Regions from separate parts of the Mus musculus genome. Here region 2 is linked to region 1. A link is a contact called in public Hi-C data. All regions are on one chromosome and are shown on one strand. Each heading gives the region's core, a stretch centred on a gene start, on an enhancer-like site or on the middle of the called end of the contact. The rest is flanking DNA. Distances are from core to core; before and after follow the strand shown. Region 1 overlaps Gm36474 (a long non-coding RNA gene). Region 2 overlaps Adamts16 (a disintegrin-like and metallopeptidase (reprolysin type) with thrombospondin type 1 motif, 16).

Region 1 (7,497 bases), core at 1,634-4,133:
GCTTCTTCACAGTGACAAGATGACAATGGAATTCTTGGCTATGCAATAATACATATGCACACACACATGCATGAGAAAGAGAGAGAGAGAGAGGAGAGAGAGAGAGAGAGGAGAGAGAGAGAGGGGAGAGAGAGAGAGAGAGAGAGAGGCAGAGGCAGAGATCTACACAGACAAATATCCTGATCTAAGGAATAGCCCTACTCCTCCCAGAGACAGCACACCCAAACAATATTAGTTGTAGGATTCGTCTTCACAGGATGCATATATAGCAATGATAAAGTGCAACTTACGAGCAAGGGACAGTAAGTAAGCAATAAGTAGCAACCACAAATCATAATACTGTGTGGGTGGAGGAGCGCAGCCTGCCTCTGTTCAGTCAAGAAAAATTCCTAGTATTTTCAAAACATAGGGAAGCCCAGAGGGAAGTAAAATCACAAAGTTACAAATGAAGCATCTCTCTCTCTCTCTCTCTCTCTCTCTGTCTCTCTCTCTCTCCCTCCCTCCCTCCCTCCCTCCCTCCCTCCCTCCCTCCCTCTCCGTGCATACATGTAACTGCATAATTATACAACACATACACACAGACACACACACACACACCACATGTACTGTTTTTAGACTGTCTGAGAGCATGGTAAATCATGCCACTTTAGTGTTAGAAATGGACTTTGATTAAAACAAAACAGTACATTTACCAACATTAACACATTTAACATTTACTGATTTTTTAAAATCATGTGTATGATGTTCTGCCTACATCTGTATCTGTGTATCCTGTGCTTAAACATTGACTGAGGAGGCCAGAAGAGACAGTTGAGATTCCCTGTGTACTGGCTCGTTTCCTGTGTCAACTGGAGCTATCACAGAGAAAGGAGCTTCAGTTGGGGAAATGCCTCCATGAGATCCAGCTGTGGGGCATTTTCTCAACTAGTGACCAACAGGGGAGGGCCCACTGTGGGTGATGCCATCCCTGGGCTGATAGTCTTGGGTTCTATAAGAAAGCAAGCTGAGCAAACCAGTGGAGGCAAGCCAATAAGAAACATCCCTCCATGGCCTCTGCATCAGCTCCTACTTCCTGACATGCTTGAGTTCCAGTCCTGACTTCCTTTGGTGATGAACAGCAGTGTGGAAGTGTAAGCTGAATAAACCCTTTCCTCCCCAACTTGCTTCTTGGTTCTGATGTTTGTGCAGAAACCCTGAATCAGATACCCTGGAACTGGAGTTACAGATGGTTGTGAGGCTCCGGTATATGGAGTCAAACCTGAGCCCTCCTAAGGATCAGCCAGTCCTCTCGATTGAGCTTTAACCATCCCAACATCCTCCATTTACTGATGTTTATCTTTTATCTCACCCACTGCTTGAATTTCAGTGGATCCAATGGGTTCTTCTGTGGCATCATCCTCTTGTCTAAGACCATGGGTAATTGTCAGCCCTTGGCACTTCCTTGTTTTTAGCTATTGTAACACTAGAGGAGAAAAACTTCTTTGTGATGCACTTGAGGCTAGCACTTCTGTGAGGACCATCCTAGAATATTAGACACAACAGATATTTTAGAGGCCTAAGGAAACAGCTCCAAGGTGACAGGTTCATATTGTCCCATTCCCAGCAACCATGTCAGGCAGCCCGATGTCACCCTCTTCTGACCTCTGGAGGTACCTGAACCCATGTGTACACAAACACACACATGTGCATATAATTTAAAAAAATAAAATCATGTTAAAAAGCTATTTTAAATACCAATGAAATTTTTGTGCCTTAAAATGTGTAATTCTGTCTAACAGGAGCTAGACATGGCCTCTACCTCAAAGCCCGGGACTAGGTTTTCATCACCAGTCTGTAATGTTGCCGGGTTTCTTTTCTCTGTAGCTACAATGTTTCTTTAAGTAAGAAATCCACCCAGGAGGGACCTTAGAGAGGTTGTTGTCCTGAAGCCCATCAAAGTACATTTGGCCCGAGTAAATTGAGCTCTCCAGATTCTCCCACCTCAGAAAGGGGCTTTTCCATCCCATAATCCTGCATGTGGCTAGCTCAACCTAGCCCTGTGCTATATAGCAAAGGCTGCCTCTCCCATCTTTGTTTTAGAATCTAATTATTACTGACACGTGCTCTCGGGCTTTGCTTCCATCCTCCACTAAGATCCTTAATTATTTTGGAGTTGGGATGAACCGGGATTGATGAGAAAGGGAGGGGGAGCGGGAGATTTTTACCAGGTTCTCTGTCCCTGAGACATGCCATCACAGTGTTGTAGCATTTCCTTATTTTCTGAGAACAAAACAATCGTTGGTTTTCTTTGGATCCTTCCCACTGGCCTTGAGCTTAGACTATGGTGCTTGTCTCTGCACTTTGCAGTTTATCAAACACTCCGCCCAGTCAGTTTAGCAATAACTTGCCATTCCACACAATGTAGCCAGTCATCCTTAATATCCAAGCTGCTTCCTGCTCTCCCACCATCTCTGGGGCCAGATACTCATAGTCTGCTTTGGGCAGAATCCGGTTAGACTGGTTTAGACAGGTGTCCTGACTCACACTGATTTCAGAAACTTTCTATCCCCAGGCCCTCACCTGCTGCTCAGCCCCAGGACTCGGCAAGCAGAAATTAGGCTTCGGTTGAAATATCTGGTCTTAAATACTTGTTGCCACTTCTGCTGCTGTGCAGCTTTGTTCTCTCTTGGGCAAGTTCATCTGGTTCATTCCTAGGATCTGCCGTCCTTGAGAACGAGAAGTTTTGGAATCAAAACCCACTGGTGGGCTGGGATTTCTTGAGTGGTAAGGAACAGAAATTCAGACTTGAGGGAGCATTTGACAGAATCCAGGTCACCCTGCCTGGAAGAGAAAGTACCTACTAGGACCTGCCTTCCACCCCAAGGTAAATCAAGAATCACGTGGTACAGGCTCATGGAAGAACTGGACAGTTTCTGTTTGATCAGTGGAAGGCAGAGAAAGAAGAGCTGGGCTAGGGAGCCCTGAGGAACTGTGAGTACCAGGAGCTGAAAGTTTGCAGACTTGATGTCCATGGATTGCAGATGGCAACTGACTTTGTTTGCTTCAGTGAGACCTTTCCAGTGACCACAACCCCATGTTATTTCTCTGATACAAGGTCCCAGTGACAGCAGCAAGAGACTGGTGCCAACGAACAGCACCTCTCTCTCTCTCTCTCTCTCTCTCTCTCTCTCCCTCCCTCTCTCTCTCTCTCCCTCTCTCTCTCTCTCTCTGCCTATCAAGAGGAAGGTCGTGGAGAGACAGGCTTTTAGTGCCCATGACGACAGATAACAGGCACAGCCTCTTGGGTCCCGGACTGGATGCAAAGTCACTTCATGATCAAGCTCACCATGACGATGAGTCTGTGTTTGACCAGACTTGTTATCCTGACAGCTTTGGCTTTGTCCTCATGAGAACTCAGCCAAGCCATGAGTGGTGACCACAGATAGACTTAAGAGCCCAGTCATGGACTCTTTTCCCTCCCTATTACCTAATTTCCAACTCCCCTCTGGCATCCTTTTGACATTTTTCTGGTTTGGACCCAATCCGTGGGCTTCACCCATCAGATTCTAAATCAGCTGTGGCTAGTGCCACAATAAGAAATGACCAACCACGTGACCTTCACCCCAGAGTGTCGGCCATGGTCTTCATCACCCCAATATCTGCTTCACACCACAGGGAAACTCCTCCACATATGATCCCTTCACACGAGGTCTTGAGAACAGTCACTGCAGGACCCCTGAGAAGGAACTGAAGGAGTCCAGGTCTTCCACCAGGACCAGTGCCACAGACAGGCAGTGGGAGGAGGATGCTCTCACAGCTGAGGCTTGGTGACCCTTGTTTGGACTTTATGACGAATCTATCATGTTTTCAGAGATGTGAGTATGCCTGCAAAGTGGATTTGAGTCTAAACTCTTGGTTCTACCATGAAGGAGGGATTAGTGGTTCCTGGACCCTGCCAGAAACCCAGCTGTATAGACAAGTCACAGTGATCTAACCTCCCTGGCTATGAGCTGGCCTGCACAGCTGCAGTAGGGGAGCGGTAGCCTGAGGTGTGAGAAGGAGCTTGTGTGGAGTGGGAAGATTTTGAGTGTTTGTGGATTCTGGGGCTGAGCTGAGGGTTTTTGTTTCATGAGAAGAGAAAGAGTTGTGCGTCACCATCCTAGAGGGGCACAGAACAAGCAGAGAAATACAGAGAAGACATGGGAGCTAACCCTTGCAGAAAGACAACGGTGCGGGGGGCAAACAACATGCAGGAGAAAAGGGGGTAGACCAATTTCATCCCGAGGAAGTGACTAATGTTCCAGTTTCAGAAAACTGGGTAATAAAAAGAAACATTCACTAAAAAAATCTGTCTTAAAATATTTGGTAATTTTCAGGAAAGAATTAGAGAAATGCACATCCTCTTCGTGACCAAATTTTTCCTGGTGGTGTCCTCTGGGCCAGCGTCCCTCCTCACACTGCGCATGCTCTTTGGGACTTGTGCAGGTTCTTGTGGGTGCCTCCTAGGCCGCTGCTTCACAACTCCCAGCATGCTGTTCGAATTTCACTCATTTGTGGAATTGTTGGGTATCCGTCCTTTCCTTCTTCCGTCCTGTCAGGCGTTTTTCACCTGCACAGGATCACGGAGCAGAGATAGTATCTGAAAGCAAAGGAGTTTGATCTGCTCTTCAGTTTGCCCTAATTAGCCATTTCGTTTACTTTTTAACAATGGAAAAATTCAGTCAGAAGTATTGAAAAATATTTTGGATTGGGGGGAGGGGGTTGTTTGTTTTGTTAGCTCCTTTGAAACAAAAAATTTAAACGACATCTCCAGATTAAAGGTGTGGCGAAGACTTTTAGACAATAAACTATGAATACTCATATTTTCTCATTTCTCCACAGTAAAGCTAAACTAAACACTCAAGCTAGAAATAATTCAATGAGTGGGTGTCAGTCATTTTAAACATGAACCCTACCTAACTGGACAATGTGTAATTGTTTTCAAATGTCTAAAGCTCACTAGTTTATTAAATCTAAAATGCCTTCCCTGAACATGATATAAAATTAGCTCATTTTTATACAAAGGAATCAATCCCCAAAGTAGCAGCTGTTTGCATGTTCTTCAGTCAGACTCAGTTTTCCCTCTATTTTCATTTTCCTCCACAGCATTGCTAAGGACGATCTATAAAGATGTCTGAGGAGATAACCATTGAGTGAAGTATCTGCCTCACAAGTGTGAGGTCCCAAGGTGAGAGCAAGAAGTTGCAGCATAAGTCTGTAATCCCAGTATTTCTACAGAAGTATAGGAAGAAGACACAGGAGGACCCCATGTGTCTGACAGCCTAGCATAGGGAGTGGCAAATAAGAGATTTTGTCTCAAAGCAGAAGACCAACACCAGAGGCTGTCTACTGACTTCCATGTGCAGGCCCATGATACTGTATATATACACGCATCACCATGTACATGGAGAGAGACAGAAGTGAAGCAAAATGTCCAAAAGCCACAGTGACTGTGGGGCTCTGTATCCCATCTGTCATTGAAAGCGATGATCTTAGACAGTCTACATATAATGACTTTCACACTTGACTGATATCAAAGAATAGTGCGTTCCCATTGAATTGCATTTTGGTGTGTATGAATAGGAAGGACAGGCAACATGGGACATGTTTTGGTCTTCCATGGGAGTTCTGGAGCATAGCATCCAAGAGGATGGAAGGGAACTATTTATCTGTGTGTGTGACTATCTGTCTGTCTGTCTGTGTATGTGTATATGTATGTGTATAGGTATATGTGTGTGTCTGTGCATGAACACATATATGTGAGTGTATACATGTATCTATGTATGAAAACGTGTGTATACTTGTGTATGTATACATGAGTCTGAGTGTGCACATGTATGTGTGTGTGTGTGTGTATGTGTATGTGTGTGTGTATAAGGAACCCCACACACAGCAGCTAATGCTATTGCTTTCTTCCCACTCCTGAAAAAGCAAATGAGATAAGGAACCATGGTATATTTTGAGTAAAAGGTTGTCAGATGTCCTGGACTTTCCCACTTTCTTCTAAGTTGAAATTGTTTCCAATCCAGGCCAAGGAGATAGGAGGCTTGAGTCCAGGTGTTAGGTTGGTGCTTCCAGGAAATGAAAGGGGTACGGCCCACACTCCAGAATGAGGGCATGACAGAGATGCCTAACTGTCACATTTCATCAAAAATATTTCCAAAAAGAAGATTCTGGAAGCTCTTTGCTTAGTCTACTCAGTCCTACTCCCTGTTGCCCTGCATTCCGATGCTCCCTGATTGCGGGTGGGGAGCTTCTGCCTTCTGGAATGGAAGCAAGGACATCTTGAACTGTAGCAGGACTCAGCAGTCATCCCTTTTCTCTAATGCATGGCTTAGAGGATGCTGCCTCCTCTGAAAGGGACTTAGCACCATCCTATAGAGCTACGCATACCAGAGGAAGATCCAGGCAGACTTGGGGGAGGGGGGTATAGGAGGACAGAATTGTCCTCAGTGGAAGGCCCTTGAGCACCTGATATACTCCTCAGATTCATCACTGACCCCTGTAGATGCAGAACTGGACACAGCTGTGCACAAACCCACATCCTGTTCTGGGGACTACGTTCCAAACCCCAAGGGACATGAGCAACCACAGATGCCATATTTCCGTCATCCATATGAATACATGAACTAACATGATATAACTTTTCCAGTGTCGCAAGCACTCATCTCCACCTTGGCCAGAACATTTGTCACAGAGGTAGGTAGGCTGAGCCTGAATTTCTTGTTTGTTTTTGCAGCGTCCCAAGTGAAAGATAGTATGTTTTCTTACCTTATTAAGTTGAAGACGTCTGTCTTTTCACACACACACACACACACACACACACACACACACACACACACACACGTTCCGGCGTTTCTTTGTCATCCAAATGGCTAGTCTCACTACTCTCGTGTTCTGGGTCTCCTATTAAATAAATAAGGGTCAATTCAACAGAAGTGCTGAGATACCAGACAGTGGATATGACTAGCGGGAAGGTAAGCTATAGCACTCAGACATGCTGCCTGTGGGTAATCCATGTCCTTAGTGGGGCACATGGAGAAGATCCTGGATTTTACCATGTTTTCAAGAGTAACTTAAAACTGAGGAATTGCCTGTTTCTAGAATTCCCCACTTTCTATTTTTGAACTACACTAAACACAGGTAACTGGAGCCTATGAATGAGGCTCTACTATTGCACACAAGGCTACTTCTATGAAGACGGATTAGACTGAGCTTCTGTGTAGGAGCTGACTTCTGAGGTAGGAGCACAGAGCTAAGGGGTTTCTTCTGACACTGTGGGTGGCATAGCAGAGACTTGCAGCTCACTGAGATTCCACGGTTGGCCAACCTTGAAATGAAGTAAGAACCAATCGTCTCTTCTGTCACTTTTAGGTTTCTGAGGAAAGGTAAAGAATTGTTTCCCTGGTAAAATTGCCAAACCCAGAACAGTATGTGGAGAAAACCCAGAGGACCAGGAAAAATGTGCATGCTATCCAG
Region 2 (7,497 bases), core at 2,753-5,252, 110 kb before region 1:
GCTATGACAGAAACGTTAGCCGGTGCCAATGGCTGTGCTGTTGGCCCTGTGGTGTTTGCTACTCTGTCAAGGTGTGGAGGAGTCCTGCTCTGCAAGTCCCCATGCCCTTGCTCCTAGGATGCTCATTTTAGATGCTAGGGTTCATTTCTCATTTTAAATCAGGACAAAAGAATGCGAAGTTAGTTCTGGAAATGGTCTGTTTCCAAGACATCCAGATTGTACGAGCATCATATAAATAGAGAAGGTGACTAAAACATGTCTTGTATCCCAAAAGCTGGGCAGGTCTCTCTTCTTCTAACATGGGAACCCTATTGCCATGCTTCGCTGTCTTTATGTAGCCCAAGCTGTCATTAAATTCAGGATCACCTTACTCAACATGAGCATTCCTTTCTCAGACACTTCTGTAGAATCAGCTATGCCTCTGGTTTTGTGTGTTTGCATTAGCTTGCTCTCTACATGTTCCTCCATAGACATGCCTCAGCCTCCCAACGATGACCTCTACATCTTGCCTGATGAGTACAAGCCTAGTTCCCGACACAAGCGCTCGCTCTTGAAATCCCACAGAAATGAAGAGTTAAATGTGGAGACACTGGTGGTGGTTGACAGAAAGATGATGCAAAGCCATGGCCATGAAAACATTACGACTTATGTCCTCACCATTCTCAACATGGTAGGGCTGATGTTTGTGTGTGTGTGTGTGTGTGTGTGTGCACCTGAGTGTGTGTGTGTGTGTGTGTGTGTTTAAGCACATGAATTTATGTATGTGTGTGCCTCTGTGTGTGTGTACCTGTGTGTGTGTACCTGTGTGTGTGCATGTAAGCACGTGTGTTTGTGTCTGTGTGTGTCTCTCTATGTGTGTGCACCGGTGTGTATATGTGCATGTGCCACTGTGTGTCCCACTATGTGTCTGCCTGTGTGTGTGCTTGTGTGTGTGCATGCAAGTGTGCATCTGCTTGTATATATCTGTGCATGTGTGTCTGTCTGTGTATGGTGTGTGTGTTTACGTGACCATGTGTCCTTGTGTACATTATATGTATATGTTAATTTGTATGCTTGTTCATGTGTGTATTTGTATGTATGTCTCTCTGTGCATATGACAATGTGTGTTTCTTTCCTCATTTGTGTAGCTGAGTCTTAGTATAAGAAACTCATTTTACTAATTTCCAATCAAAAGGTGAATTTTTAGAATGTTGGAGAATGAAATAGGGAGAAACTAATTAGATCATCATTGCAACTTAATTTGTTTCTGAGACATTTAGGGCTCACTGATATCTTCACACACTAGAAATCTCATTGGGATATTGATACACTTTGATGCAACAAAACTTTATCAGATTAACATACAATGTGAGGTGCAGATAACACAATGTGAGGTGCAGATAATGCAATGTGAGGAGCAGATAATGCAATGTGAGGAGCAGATAATGCAATGTGAGGAGCAGATAATGTAATGTGAAGTGCAAATAACACTAGGTGAGAAGCAGATGATGCAATGTGAGATGCAGATAACACAATGTGAATTACAGATAATGCAAAGTGAGGTACAGATAACACTAGGTGAGGAACAGATAATGTACTGTGAGGTGTAGATAATGCAAAGTGAAATGCAGATAATGCATTGTTGGGTGCAGATAATGCCCATTGTTTTAGGAATGTTAATCTTCAGGTATTGAATCTAAGTTATCTGCAGAAAATGAAGAACTCTTATTTTGGAATAGCTTCCCAGATGAAGCTGTCTTTGTATAAAGAACACCTGTGGGAGTTACTGAGGACCCAGGAGTGGTGCTCTGCACCTGCCACCTGTGGGATAAATCCTCATCACAGAGAAAAACTGAGGTGCACACATGTCAGGAAAAGAGTTAATGACAGTGTTTAAAATGTATATTTTGACATCTGTAAACAGAGTACCCCAGATGAATCTGTGATTCCCCCCAAAATACCCCAAATATGTCTCACTCCCCACAGTAAATCCAAATTCTCTCTCTCCCATCAAGGAAATTCATCGGGTGTCTCTCCTCCCAGAGAACTCCCAGAGCACCTGGCTCTGAAGCTGTACTCTGTGGAGTCTCGGGTCCCTGCATCTCTGATCAGTGGTAGCTGCCATTTGCCTGTATTCTGTAGAGGCATTCCAATATTTCCTTACCTTGGCAGCAAAGGGTTCTCTCAGCCCTCCATGGCTGCCACACTGACTCTGCTCCTAATCCTTTGTTTCTGCGTCTGGGTGCCCTGGTCCCCAGTGTTCATGCTGTCCACTCATTCTTTTGTTCCACCCCCACTCCTCCTTTCTGTCCTCCTGGTTTTGCCCCGAGTGTCTCCCCTATGGTTCTAGAAGTCCTGTGTGCACTTGGCATATGCTTTTCCCACTGGGATGGAAATAATCCTTCTAGTAACACACAGTGGCACAGGCCAGTGCTCAGAGGAAGCTGAAGATAATGGAGTGTGAGTTAAAGGCTCACTAGCCTACACAGCAAGGCTAGTATGATGATGGTGATGATGATGATGATGATGATGATGATGATGATGATGATGGTGATAATGATGATAGTGATGATGGTGGTGGTGATAATGATGATAGTGATGATGGTGGTGGTGATAATGATGATGGTGGTGGTGATAATGATGATGATGGTGGCAGTGGTGGTGAGGAGGAAGAGGAAGAAGAGGAGGATGAGGAAGAGGAGGAGGAGGATTTTAAAAACCTATTTCTCCTTCCTGATAGCTAATAGGTGGACCTCCTCATCCTCCTCTGCCACCTCCTACTCAAACTTTAGCTTTAGAAATCCAAGTTTCCACATTTAGGGTTTCACATATCTTTACCATCTGAGAAATGTAAGAGGATGATACTCACCTAGCTCGGGCACTGAAGAACTAGGGTTTGCCCTGCCAGGCAAGAAGCCGGGCCATGACTAGCTGAGGATTCGCTCACAGCTAATGCAGGTTTTTTGTTTGTTTGTTTGTTTGTTTTCTGTTTCAGGTGTCTGCCTTATTCAAGGATGGAACAATTGGGGGAAACATCAACATTGTCATTGTGGGACTCATTCTGCTGGAAGATGAACAGGTATTCCAGCTCCCAAGGCAGCGGCTCTTTCCCCTGGAGGAAAATGACTGTGAAAAGCTGCTTCTGGTTTTAATGCAATCGTTCCGTGTACTCTTCCTTTCTCTCTTACTTGGGAAGAGAAAGATTTCATATTTTGTGTTTAAAATGACTCATTTCTTTTCATTTCTCATGGTGGTATGGTAGGTGTGGTGTGTGTGTTCATGTAGTGTGTAGTGTGTGTGTGTGTGTATGTATGAATGCATTACATGTGTCTATATGGTGTTTGTTTATCTCTGTGTGTGCCTGCATGTGTATGTCGGATGTGTACTGTAAGTATGGTAGGGAGCTGTGTGTGGTGTATGTGTGTGTGTGTGTGTGTGTGTGTGAGAGAGAGAGAGAGAGAGAGAGAGAGAGAGAGAGAGAGAACTATGCTGTGTAAGTGAGCTCACAAGGAAACAGAACAGAGAATGCACTTGTCATGAGACTGTGGGAAGAAAACACACTGACGGTATGAAGGGCCAATGTGTCTTCAGCCACCATGAGCTTTCTATCTGTGCTTTGCAGAAGACCACCCATGTTTCTAGCATGGACAGTAAACTGCACCATACTGTGCTGTGCTGTGTTGTTTTACCCTGATACCTCCTGCTTCCAAAAATCCCCACAATGTTCAGATGTAGGCTTTTGTTTTTTCTTGGAGATCCTGGAAGACATAACACATTTTCCTCACTGGACACTCATCTCAGTTAATGCTGTCTTGGTGGCAATGGGTGAAAAAGACCCTTTCCTCACAGGGTGGCCTCCTGTCACCCCACACAAATGCATGCTAAGCACCCCAAGGAGCTCCTCACAGCATCGGCAAAAGGGAAGTCTTCATTAAAAATGGGCCCTACTTCTATTTCTCCTAGGCTGGTTACTGACTCAGCAAAGGCATGTGGGCTCAGGGCCTGAGCTAGACACCCAGCATCCACTCCTACCCTTGGTGACGTCTTCAGTGTCTCCTGGTAGCCACGGCGTTCTTGTTTATAAAGCCAGGAATGTTTTAGATGGAATCAGAGATGATTCATACCATCTGTGGGATGCCCCTTCTCCATGAAGGTGGGATGCAGCAGGGAGGGCTGTCTGGCCTGTCTAGCCCTATTGTCTGCTCTGTGAGTGTGCAGCTGGGCAGGGAGGTTGCTGAACTAACCAGGCTTCTCGGGTGACAGGTTAATTATTCCCTGCATTAAAACATTCTTGCTTTGGAATTCATCCAAGATGCAAAGAATAAGCAAGGTTATCGTTTGATCGTACACCTGTGTTAACTTTAATTAACAACAGTTTCCTGGAAGTCACCAGCCAAGGAATGCAGGCGTGCTTGTGTGCTTATGCACAGCAGGTCGCTGAAGTGCATGGGACTCTGGGAAAACAAAATAAACATTTAAGGAGAAAATGTCTTGAGTGACTATGAGAGAACTTTCTTCAGTTGGGGTTAAAGCATTGAACAAGATAGAATTCTGAAACAGGGGCATGTAAACTGGTATTCTCTGATTACCGTTAGGACACTGTAGCAAACCTACAAGTGGGTCAATAATTCAATGCAACAGCTCTCACAGTGTTCCTGGCCCTCCCTCCTCCGTCCCCTGTAGTTCTAGACTTCGTGCCCATAGTCCACTGCTGCACTTGACATGTATGGATAAGGCTAATGGGATTCTATACTGTTTCATGATTAAAGTTTATCTAGAAGTTGACCTTTTGGTGGAAACAAGTTGTCTCTGTAGAAAAGTTACTGGCTTAACATTGTTACATCAGGGTGAAAATGTTCTTGGCTACGGTTGTGAATTTATTGCTGGGGAAGTATTCTCTCTCTCTCTCTCTCTCTCTCTCTCTGTGTGTGTGTGTGTGTGTGTGTGTGTGTGTGTGTATTGTATGAGCTACACACAAAAGATGCTATTTCAGCTACAATTTTATAAAGTGTTATTCAAAGATTTTTTTAAATGAAAGATTCCTACTAAGATGCTATCTTTCTTGGTCATTGAATCCAAGAATCCATCAGATACATTACAATGGCTTGTGCACAAAAAGGCACATAAGTGACTTGTTTAATGCAGCCTTTGGGATGTTAAAGCATCATATGTACCTCTTATCATGTGCCTTCTGGGTTCATTTTTGCATTTTAAATCTCCACTAAGAATAGCCTGCTGTGTTGAGAATGGCGGTAGCATGCTTTCTCTACATTTCTGTGGGTGTCTTGGCCTCTCTTGCCTAGCCAGGGCTGGCGATTAGTCACCATGCAGACCACACGTTAACCAGCTTCTGCCAGTGGCAATCCGGATTGATGGGGAAAGATGGAACTCGTCATGACCACGCCATCTTACTGACTGGTCTGGACATATGTTCCTGGAAGAATGAGCCCTGTGACACATTGGGTAAGATTCTCCAGTGTGATTTGCAGGGATGTGGGGGAAGGGTCATCGTGTAGTTACCATCATCACCACCAGTAGCTTTCTTGTATGTGATGTGTCAACTGGTGTATAGCAAGAACAAGGACCCCAGTTCCTGCCTCTTCTCATATAATAATTGCCCTTTCCCATGTCTCCTGCCACGGCAAATGGGACAGGGAGATTCAAGCTGTCTCATAATGTAACAAGAGTAATGGATTCATTAATATTGATGGTGACACCACAGTAATACTCTACTCTCCATTTCCACATTTCTCTATAAAGACCTGACCATCAGCAGTCCGGCTATGTTTTAAATGTTCACAGAGTGAGGTGCTTTGGCAATTTTTTAAATGGCCAAAGAATGTGCTACTATTTAGGACTCCACAGAGATTTTTTTTTCTTTTTACTCTATTTGTCTCCCAACTTCAGAGGGGTTGATTTTTAATATAGAAGCTGCCAGAGAGGATCCAGTATAGCAGAAGTTAACTCTGTTTCTCAGTAAGGCATTATGAGCCTAGCCCTCAGTGGGGCTTGGAGAACATATATTTTACCCACCCTGGCCAGCGTGGCTTACAGTGTCTGGACAGCTTAAAGACTGTGCTTCCTCCAGAGGTCTGGAAGTATTCTCTATGTCAGGCATCAAATACCTCCACAACCAGGTCCCAGGGACTACTCCAGATGCTGAGAACCTGGTGTGGCTTCTGGGCAGATGACTCTTCATGGGTGTTGTCACAATTCCTCACTGGGGACTGAGCATGCCCTGTGTGATTGTCCCCCAGTGAAATCTCAGAACTCAGTGATTTAATACTACAGAAAGATAAAGGGCAAAGAAGCAAAGCTCATGGGAGACATGAGGAGAAACCACACTGGAATTTTGTTCCAACTTTAGTTCTTCCAGGAACAGTGCATAAAAACTAAGCTTGTTTATCGCAAGGCAGAGTCCATGGGCCCATAAGGATATATAAGATATGCTCCCTTCTATCACATCAATGTATCATCTTTACATGGCTGCCCAAGAGTAGCTCACTGCACATTTCCCAAATGAAGATGAGAACCAAACTTTATCAAACACCAGAAACTTTAGCCACCACCACTCATTATAAATCAACACTATTGTATGGCATTCTCTTTATGTTTTATGTCCTACAGGGTTTGCACCCATAAGCGGGATGTGCAGTAAGTACCGCAGCTGCACAGTCAATGAAGACTCAGGACTTGGACTGGCCTTCACCATTGCCCATGAGTCTGGACACAAGTAAGTCTGTCTCATTGAAGAAGGAAGGATGTCATCTTCTGACTGGATGATATCTGCATTTCTGCATTCATTCTGTAGGTTCATCTCATTTTCCAGTAGGCTGCTCTTATGGTACACCATCTGACTGGACAGAGGAACAAGTCTTCTTGTCAATGGTAGCTGCTCTGGAGTTTTGCTCACACACATACACACACGTGAATTCATATATGATGTGTAAACATGGTATACTTAGAAGTATACAAGTGGAACTTGTCAGTGTGGCCACCAAGAAGTTGGCTCTGTGAGGACCTGGTTGATTTTTTTCCATGGCCTGACCTTGACTTCTGAGCTTATAAAATGAGGTAACATCAAGTTGTGTTATTTCACATGCACACAAAGACACACATGCACACACACACACCCAAAGGAGGTGAGATAATAAACCAGCAGAGTAAGTAACTCGTGGTGTCTTTATTCATGTAAAAGAATCTTATATTTATACTCACAAAAGCTCAGCGAAATTGATATTCCTACTTAAGATTTTATGCTTATAATCCTGTCAGCTGATTCCCTTTTGGGCAAGGTCTACTGAAGAGTTGTGAAAGGCCCCATTTCCTTCCAAACTGCTCTAGACATCCTCTGAGTACCGTGAGGACTATGGAGGTCAACTGGCATCATAGACATTATTGCTTGCCATACTGGGACACTACTTGAAATTTATCTCAGAAAACTTACAACTTGGAATCCACCTTTTCTGCTAATCATCGTTTGTGCAGTTTGATTTTCCTGACAATAGGAAAATAGAG

The links. A called contact is a pair of places that touch in the nucleus more often than the background predicts.
Region 2: a Hi-C map of the C2C12 cell line shows a contact between it and region 1, with 2.7 times the contacts expected there. The contact joins two enhancer-like sites. A contact is called at or near these places in 1 of 15 datasets of contacts at CTCF or cohesin (the NIH/3T3 cell line) and 3 of 484 Hi-C or Micro-C datasets (the C2C12 cell line, embryonic stem cells and muscle stem cells).

Annotation. Positions count from the first base shown.
Region 1 is chr13:70,677,002-70,684,498 of GRCm38.p6, reverse strand. Gm36474 (a long non-coding RNA gene) reads right to left here. Exons shown (of 3, transcript XR_382636.2): 3 at 4,556-4,618. Among named protein-coding and RNA genes, the nearest start is that of Gm36474, 7.6 kb to the right of the region's middle. Within about 2 kb of position 2,883, at least 46 of the 459 cell types and tissues checked have an H3K27ac peak or open chromatin away from gene starts, as enhancers often do. A contact at or near this core is called in the C2C12 cell line, where this site is marked.
Region 2 is chr13:70,791,011-70,798,507 of GRCm38.p6, reverse strand. It overlaps Adamts16 (a disintegrin-like and metallopeptidase (reprolysin type) with thrombospondin type 1 motif, 16), which reads left to right. Exons shown (of 23, transcript NM_172053.3): 5 at 471-670; 6 at 2,975-3,058; 7 at 5,283-5,442; 8 at 6,607-6,712. Among named protein-coding and RNA genes, the nearest start is that of Gm36529, 46 kb to the left of the region's middle. Within about 2 kb of position 4,002, at least 44 of the 459 cell types and tissues checked have an H3K27ac peak or open chromatin away from gene starts, as enhancers often do. A contact at or near this core is called in the C2C12 cell line, where this site is marked.